Regions from separate parts of the Rattus norvegicus genome. Here region 1 is linked to region 2. The links are chromatin contacts, called in public Hi-C maps. All regions are on one chromosome and are shown on one strand. Each heading gives the region's core, a stretch centred on a gene start, on an enhancer-like site or on the middle of the called end of the contact. The rest is flanking DNA. Distances are from core to core; before and after follow the strand shown. Region 1 overlaps Itpr2 (inositol 1,4,5-trisphosphate receptor, type 2). Region 2 overlaps Itpr2 (inositol 1,4,5-trisphosphate receptor, type 2).

Region 1 (3,624 bases), core at 504-3,003, 100 kb before region 2:
GGCTCTGCCTCGAATATCAAAAGGGCTGCACTCCAGAAAGACCTGCCTTTATCTATCATCAGCCCCACTCTGCTGATCATAACTTTTTCATGAGTTAACAAGTACCAAGAGAACTCTGACAGCATAATAATTCTAGATAGAAGTTACTCCCCCCATAACAGCTTATTGCTTGGGTCCGGGAGATTAATATATAGACTGTTTAAATTTGAGACTGGGTTCAGAGAAGCCTGTGAAAAACATAGCTCCTGGAGTCAAAACCTGAAAGCAGGAGCCTGTGCGTGTGCAGGTGATGGGCATGGGTTTACTGTCCTCACAATTTTTGATCACTCCAACTTTGCCACCTGTATATATGGCTTTCCCACCGCCACCTCCTCCTCCATAGATGTCAATGGGCAGACCATAGAGCTGGGCTGCCATTGGGTGTAGTATCGCAGGTGACCAGTAGGCGTCACTGTTCCATAAATGATGTCTCTTGGAGTAGTCCAGTAAAAACCTTTAAATTATATAAATGTTTTCATTTCTTCTTATTTATATTTTGAATTCTAACTATGTAATTTTAAATGTTCAAGCCAGATGAGATCAAAACTATCTTTTTACCTAAATTTCGTTATACTGATACAGTCAAGTTTTATTCAGAATTCTAGTCGGTGTTATTTTAGACAGCTCATTGCCTGCCTAATTTTAGCTACTGTAATGTTACATGGTGCCCTTTGGTATTACTTTGGTATTTAATAAACATAGGTGCATCTCAGAATCTTAGAAGCATGTTTTCGTCACTTCCTCTGTGTATTTTGTGGGTATTCTGTTTCCTCTCCTTGTGTCAAGTTGTCACAAGTTGTCTGCCAAGCTCTTGTTTTTGAAAATAATAGGCACAGATTGCCTCATACCTGGGTTCAGGAACTTTGTATGTTTTTCAAGATTTTGAACGCAGAAAAGGATAGGTGTTCATTTGGCATTCAATGCTTTTACACTAGGGCCCAGCATTAGCAATAAAACACCAGAGAAGGCCTGGGGGTGGGTAGATATTTAGACACATCACGTTCATAATTGCTCTGTTGTAACAGAGTAACATTTCTCAGGGGTGGGTAGATGTTTAGATACATCGAGTTCCTGATCACTCTGTAGTAACAGAGTAACATTGCCGGGGGAAGGAGGGGTAGTAGATGTTTAGACACATACACTACATCCATGAGAGCTCTGTAGTAACAGAGTAACATCACTGGGAAACTAGGTAGACTCATGATACCTCGTGACAGTGCGTGTTCTGTCTGAGCTCTGGGAACAGAAACATGTGCGTCTGGTGCTTGGAGTTTGTTGTTCCTTGGGGCTCATGTTGGGCGAAGCTCTTATGGTTGACAATTGATTATACGTGCTGTAACATCTTATATTTTTGGCTGTGAGCCTAGCCTTTAACGGCTGAGCCATCTCTCCAGCCCACGTGCTGTAACATCTTAAATAAATTATCCCTGTGCAGCCTCAGTGTAAAGGGGGAGAGTTGAATAGCAGACCTTTGACACCTGCTTTTGCTGTGGCTTGTGATGACTTCTGTCCCGATCTGATCCATACACAGGGTGTGACCACCTTTAAAATGACCTCTTCCTATGGGTAGGCAGGAAATCGAGTCTTGTGTCTGCTGCCAAGAAAGTCCCCAGACACGTGACTGCACATGTGGACGCTGCGGATCAGAGCTGCAGGGTGTGGCGGGAGGAGACATGGATGGTCGAGCCACTGAGGCAGCTCTGCCAGCAACAGCCTGTGGTTATGTAAGGCCTGCAGCGTCTGGCGCTGTGCTTCACTGGAGACAAGTCATGTGCTGTGCAATGCCGTTGCCTGAAATTCAGTCAGGTTGCTCTGAACGATCCGGGAGTCTGCGGGAGAGAAGCTTTGACTGCTCTGTACTAGAAAGCAGATGTTGATCAGCTGCAGACAACTGATGAGTGCTGTCTATCTGTCTGTCTGTCTGTCTGTCTGTCTGTCTGTCTGTATCTTATTATGCTCCTGAAGAGCAAAAATAAGGGTTATGTAACATAGTGGAGGGAAGCAACTCAGTCCTCCTCACTAGAGAAACTTGTCCCACATCACTCAAAAATACTTTTATGATGATTCAGCAATTAATATAACAACAACAGCAACAATTACTACTCCTACTACTACTACTACTAAAAAAGCAACACATTGGACATTAGTTTTTGGGAATTTGTGTAGACAACTACCCGTATTTTTCCCCAAGTGCATGGTCTATGAAGGAAAATTGTGATTTTAAGGAACATTAGTGAGGAAAAAATTAAATTATGAGTTCAAGTGGACTTTTTTTAAGATTTTTATTTTTATTTGTGTATGTGCACCTGCATATGCAAGTATCCACACGGGCCAGAGAGGCTGCCAGACCCCTTGGGGCCTTTGTCTTTGTGGGGCCATTTTTCTGGCTCCTCAAATAGCCTTTTAACATTGGGCAGATTTCACTTTCTTTGTGAGAGTTATGGAATTGGAACCAGTCAGAAATTAACCCTTCTTATATGGCCGAGACTCTAGACGGCATCTCTCGGAAGGAGATCTGGGGTGGTGCAGGAAGGCAGGGGTCAGTGTTGGGAGACAGAAGCCTGGGAAAGAGACTGAGGGCTCACTTATCTTCCCTGGCCTCAGGGAGAACCCCGAAGAGAGCCAACCAGAGCTCGGCTCTCCTGACCGCAGTCAGGATTTCAGCAGTCAGACCGAGGCTAATGTCTGTGAGTAGAAATCAAAGGCCCTGAAGTGCGGTGCCCAAACTCTGTTCACTCTGCTGCGTCAACAGGGATTAGCTGTTCAGTCCTGTGATTTTGGGTGGGTTCCTCCTAAACTATAACAAAACCAATGTTGTTGGATTTTTGTTTCTTTTTGGGTTTTCTTTTTTGTTTGTTTGTTTTTCTCTTGCAAAAGGTCTTTTAACTTTTCTCTTATTTGTTCAAACCTTCTCGGGATGAGAGTTTGTTGAATGCCCCTTTCTAGTCCAACCTTATCGCATGCGGATTCTGTGTATTGTTTTCTGACACACTCTAAACCAGATTATAGCAATCGGCCCTTTTCTGACTTATATGGGACGTTTGACAAACATACGTGTAATTTACTCTTCCTGCCAGCAGAATGTATGTTTGTAAGAGGTTATTCCATTGGACCAAAGGGAAGCAGGGCAGGCTTAGCCTGCTAGAGATGACAGGATATGGGTTCCAAACAGATCGCTATGTGTTTCACACAGCTGTGCAAGTAGTCCACACCCACGGCTGCGTTTTAGGGCAATGCTGATTATTGCACTTGGAATGCAGGTTCCAGAAGGTCTGCTTTTGATTTATCCAATTTTCACATGTATGCGCATGTATGTGCATGTTTGCATGAGTGTGGCGGACTCATCCTTGCATGGTGCACATGGAGGCTGGGAACTGATATCAAATCATCCCCAGCTGGTTTTTCACCTCATTCCTGACACAGGTTTCTCAGCCAGAGCCAGAGCTCTCTCTCATGAGGCTAGTCTCCCAGCATGCTCTGGGGCTCCCCTCTGCCTTCTGAGGCTGCAGTTACAGTTCACGGCTACACTCGTCCTCCCCAAGGATCCCAGGAATCCAAACTCCAGCCCATAGGCTCCCACAGAAA
Region 2 (3,586 bases), core at 462-2,961:
AACAGTGGCTGTAAGACCAGTCAGTTGCAGTGAAATCGTAGAGAACCAGAGGTGATGTCAGTTCAGCTCAAGTGGGAACTGTGCATTCTGTCACAGCAACACCATGGCCATCAACTCTGTAGGCACCAACGGGGTTACGTAAATCACAGCTGTCGGTGTCGACAGAATTCCCAGGTGCAAGGATTTGCTCTGCTTCTGCAAGGGGAGAGCACCCATTATTTACCATGATGAATACAAAGGACGGATGAGTTCTAACAGGATTTCGTACACTGAAGCTGCAAGGCGGAAACATCTCTCAGGAACTGTAAACATAGAGGCGCAGACGAGAAGCCCACACAGTTCTCATCTGCCGCTGGCCTGTTATATAACGTCCATCCATCTTGCCAATAGCCTCGGCTCTCTTGTATTAAACAACTGGACCCCATGGGCTCCAATATGCTTTAATATTGTGTCCAGATAGGATGCGCGTGAGCTGTACGTACTTGGCCGTTCGAGAACAAGGAGGAATCTGCTACAGAAGTTGAGAAATCGCCAGGTTTTCCTCAGCTAGCCATGCGTCTGACTCCCTCTAGCTTGGTGTCTAGGATAGACCTGCATGATTATTTTTCTCACTGCTGTGACAAAATGCCCAATGCAGGCAAATTAAGGAAAGAAGTGTTCCTCTTAGCTTACAGTCCTGCGGGGTCATACCAGCATCCTGGAGGAGACATTGTGCTGGGTACAGAAGCCAGGCAACCACTTAAACAGAGAGTGAGGTCTGTAAGTCCTCAAGGGCCACCCTGTGACCCACTTCCTCCAATGAGCTTCCACCTCCTGGCCACCCGTGACCCACCTCCTCCAATGAGCTTTCACTTCCTGACCACCTGTGACCCACCTCCTCCAATGAGCTTCCACCTCCTCACCGCCCCATGACCCACCTCCTCCAGTGAGCTTCCACCTCCTGACAGTTTCCCCACCTCCACCCCAAACAGCACCATCAGGTGAGGGCCAAAGGTCCAAAGATGTGAGCCTGTGTTGGACATTTTACATCTAAACCACAGTGGGGCGCTCACTGTGAAAATGCAGCTAGTAAAAGCAGAAAGAGAAATGGAAGAATCCTGAGAGCAGGCCTAAGACATTGTCCCTCAGTGGTGGGAAAATACAGACAGAACGCCGTTCCATTTTCCTCGCTGTGACCACTATATGTGTTTACCGGGAGGACAACTGCTGAACATCTACTTTATGCCACACAGCGTGTGTGTGTGTGTGTGTGTGTGTGTGTGTGTGTGTGTGTGTGTGTGTTCTATGCATGTTCCACACTTCTGTTGCAGGAGCCTTTGTTTGCTGCCCGGGTGGTCTACGACCTCCTTTTCTTCTTCATCGTCATCATCATCGTCCTTAACCTGATTTTTGGTGTAATCATTGACACTTTCGCTGACCTCAGGAGTGAGAAGCAGAAGAAAGAAGAAATTCTCAAGACAACCTGCTTCATCTGTGGTAGGTTCCACCCCACCCCTACACCCACACACACAAACTGTGCTATGACAAGAGGTGGGTGACTCATCCCCAGGTGGGCAAACTGTCCAGCCGGAAGGGGAATAACAGTGATTTTCATTTCTCATGTGTTAGGAAAAGTTGTATCGTGAGGGCTGGATACAATTCAGGTTACGTAACATTGTGGCATGAGACTGGCATTCTGTGCTTCTATAAATAGATGGACGAACCATCCCAAACGGTCCTGTCATTATTTCTGCAGTTTATACAGGCCTCTGACTGCTGAGTGTGCTGCCAGATGCCGGGAGGCTCCACCAACTGGCAAATGGGTTTTTAATCACAATAGCATGTCATGTATATTATGCAGTGACTTTTATTTTGCTAGATTATGAATATAAAGATTCTACTCATTGGTTTCACCATCTTAGAAGCAAAACTAGGCATTCTTCCAATGTTACAGCCGTACACATGTATATAACACAACACGCATATCACAGAACACACAAACACTGTAGAACACACACGCACACACATACATTTACCATAATGTTCCAGATACCTACACTACACACATGTTCTTAACACAGTATGCATGTCACAGAACACATAAATACTATAGAACATGTGTGTGTGAGTGTGTGAGTGTGTATGAGTGTGTGTGTATGTGAGTGTGTGTGTATGTGTGTGTGAGTGTGTGTGAGTGTGTGTGTATTTGAGTGTGTGTATGTGAGTGAGTGTGTGTGTGTGTGTGTGTGAGCTGTGAGCCACTGTGTAGGTGCGAGGAGCTGTGAGTGCTCTTACCCACTAGGCCATCTCTCCAGCTCCAGAGTTTTGTATCCCAATGTGGAAATGGAACCTGGGCGTAGCCAAGTGGCTGAGCATGTGGGGGAAGTGAGGTAGGAGTACCCGGATTTTACCTGTAGCGTACTGGACTCGAGTTGTGTACTGAGCATGGGGGGGGGGTACCCCAGCATGAGCCAGTGTAGCTTCTCTGTGGACAGCAGCAGGCAGCCCCCCCCACAGGAAGAGCTGGAACATGGAGGAAGGTGCCAGCTCAGCTGTGGGACGAGTGGAGTACGAGCAGGAGCAACCTCCTCGAAGAGTCAGGAGGGAGAATGTGATGCGAGGAGGCTGGAGGAGAGGGCACTGTGGTGTGCACTCTGCACCACTGGCCCCAGCATGGTTGGCCGAGCAGGACAGACAGATGCTGGCCCCGTCTCACTTCTGGCACCCGGATTCCCATCAGTCGCTGGTGATTTCCTGAGCAGCCCTTTGGGGTTCTGCCTGGAGGTTTGGCTGGTGGGCACGGGCCTTGGCCCAGATTGAGCACAGTCCCAGAAACAGCAGCGGCAAGCCAGGCCATGCAGAGACGTGCATGGTGGACTCCAGAGCCTCTGGGTAGCTCTAGGCACAGTGGAGAGTCTCCTCCTGAGCCTGGTTTTATGACCAAGACACCCGTGCCTGTGAGCTGAGATGAAAGTGTGGAGGGGTTCCTGAGTCTGTGCATTTCGACAGACTCCCAGGTCGTTGGCATAAATGTCGACAGAGTTGTTGTAAAGAGAGCCGGCCTGTGCCGCTCAGCATGAGGGAAAGCAAGTGTCAGGGGTTGGCAGTTTCTGTGCCTTCAGGGATGATATCTCCTCTCCCCCTTCTTCTTCCTCCTCCTCTTCCTCCCTCCCCACCCACTCTCATATTCATAGGTACATGTATATCTGTCTGTCTGTCTGTCTGTCTGTCTGTCTGTCTTAGGGTCCTACTGCTGTGAACAGACACCATGACCAAGACAACTCTTATAAGGACAACATTTAATCGGGGCTGGCTTACAGGTTCAGAGGTTCAGTCCATTATCATCAAGGCAGGAAGCATGGCAGCATCCAGGCAGGCATGGTGCAGGAGGAGCTGAGAGTTCTACATCTTCATCTGAAGGCTGCCAGTGGAAGACTGGCTTCCAGGGAGCTAGGATGAGGGTCTTAAAGCTCACACCCACAGTGACACACCTACTCCAACAAGGCCACACCTCCTAATAGTGCCACTCCCTGGCCTAAGCATATACAAACCATCACAGTGTGTGTGTGTGTCTGTGTGTCTGTGTCTGTGTCTGTGTGTCTGTGTG

The links. Hi-C and Micro-C count contacts between places; a contact is called where the count stands out from the background.
Region 1: a contact with region 2 is called in a Hi-C map of the Rat2 cell line, with 5 times the contacts expected there. The contact joins two enhancer-like sites. A contact is called at or near these places in 3 of 12 Hi-C or Micro-C datasets (the A7r5 cell line, the Rat2 cell line and mammary epithelial cells).

What each region holds. Positions count from the first base shown.
Region 1 is chr4:180,909,575-180,913,198 of GRCr8, reverse strand. The region is part of intron 37 of Itpr2 (inositol 1,4,5-trisphosphate receptor, type 2); the gene reads left to right. Among named protein-coding and RNA genes, the nearest start is that of Itpr2, 220 kb to the left of the region's middle. Within about 2 kb of position 1,753, at least 43 of the 93 cell types and tissues checked have an H3K27ac peak or open chromatin away from gene starts, as enhancers often do.
Region 2 is chr4:180,807,491-180,811,076 of GRCr8, reverse strand. Itpr2 (inositol 1,4,5-trisphosphate receptor, type 2) reads left to right here. Exons shown (of 57, transcript NM_031046.4): 54 at 1,311-1,476. Among named protein-coding and RNA genes, the nearest start is that of Sspn, 180 kb to the right of the region's middle. Within about 2 kb of position 1,711, at least 4 of the 93 cell types and tissues checked have an H3K27ac peak or open chromatin away from gene starts, as enhancers often do.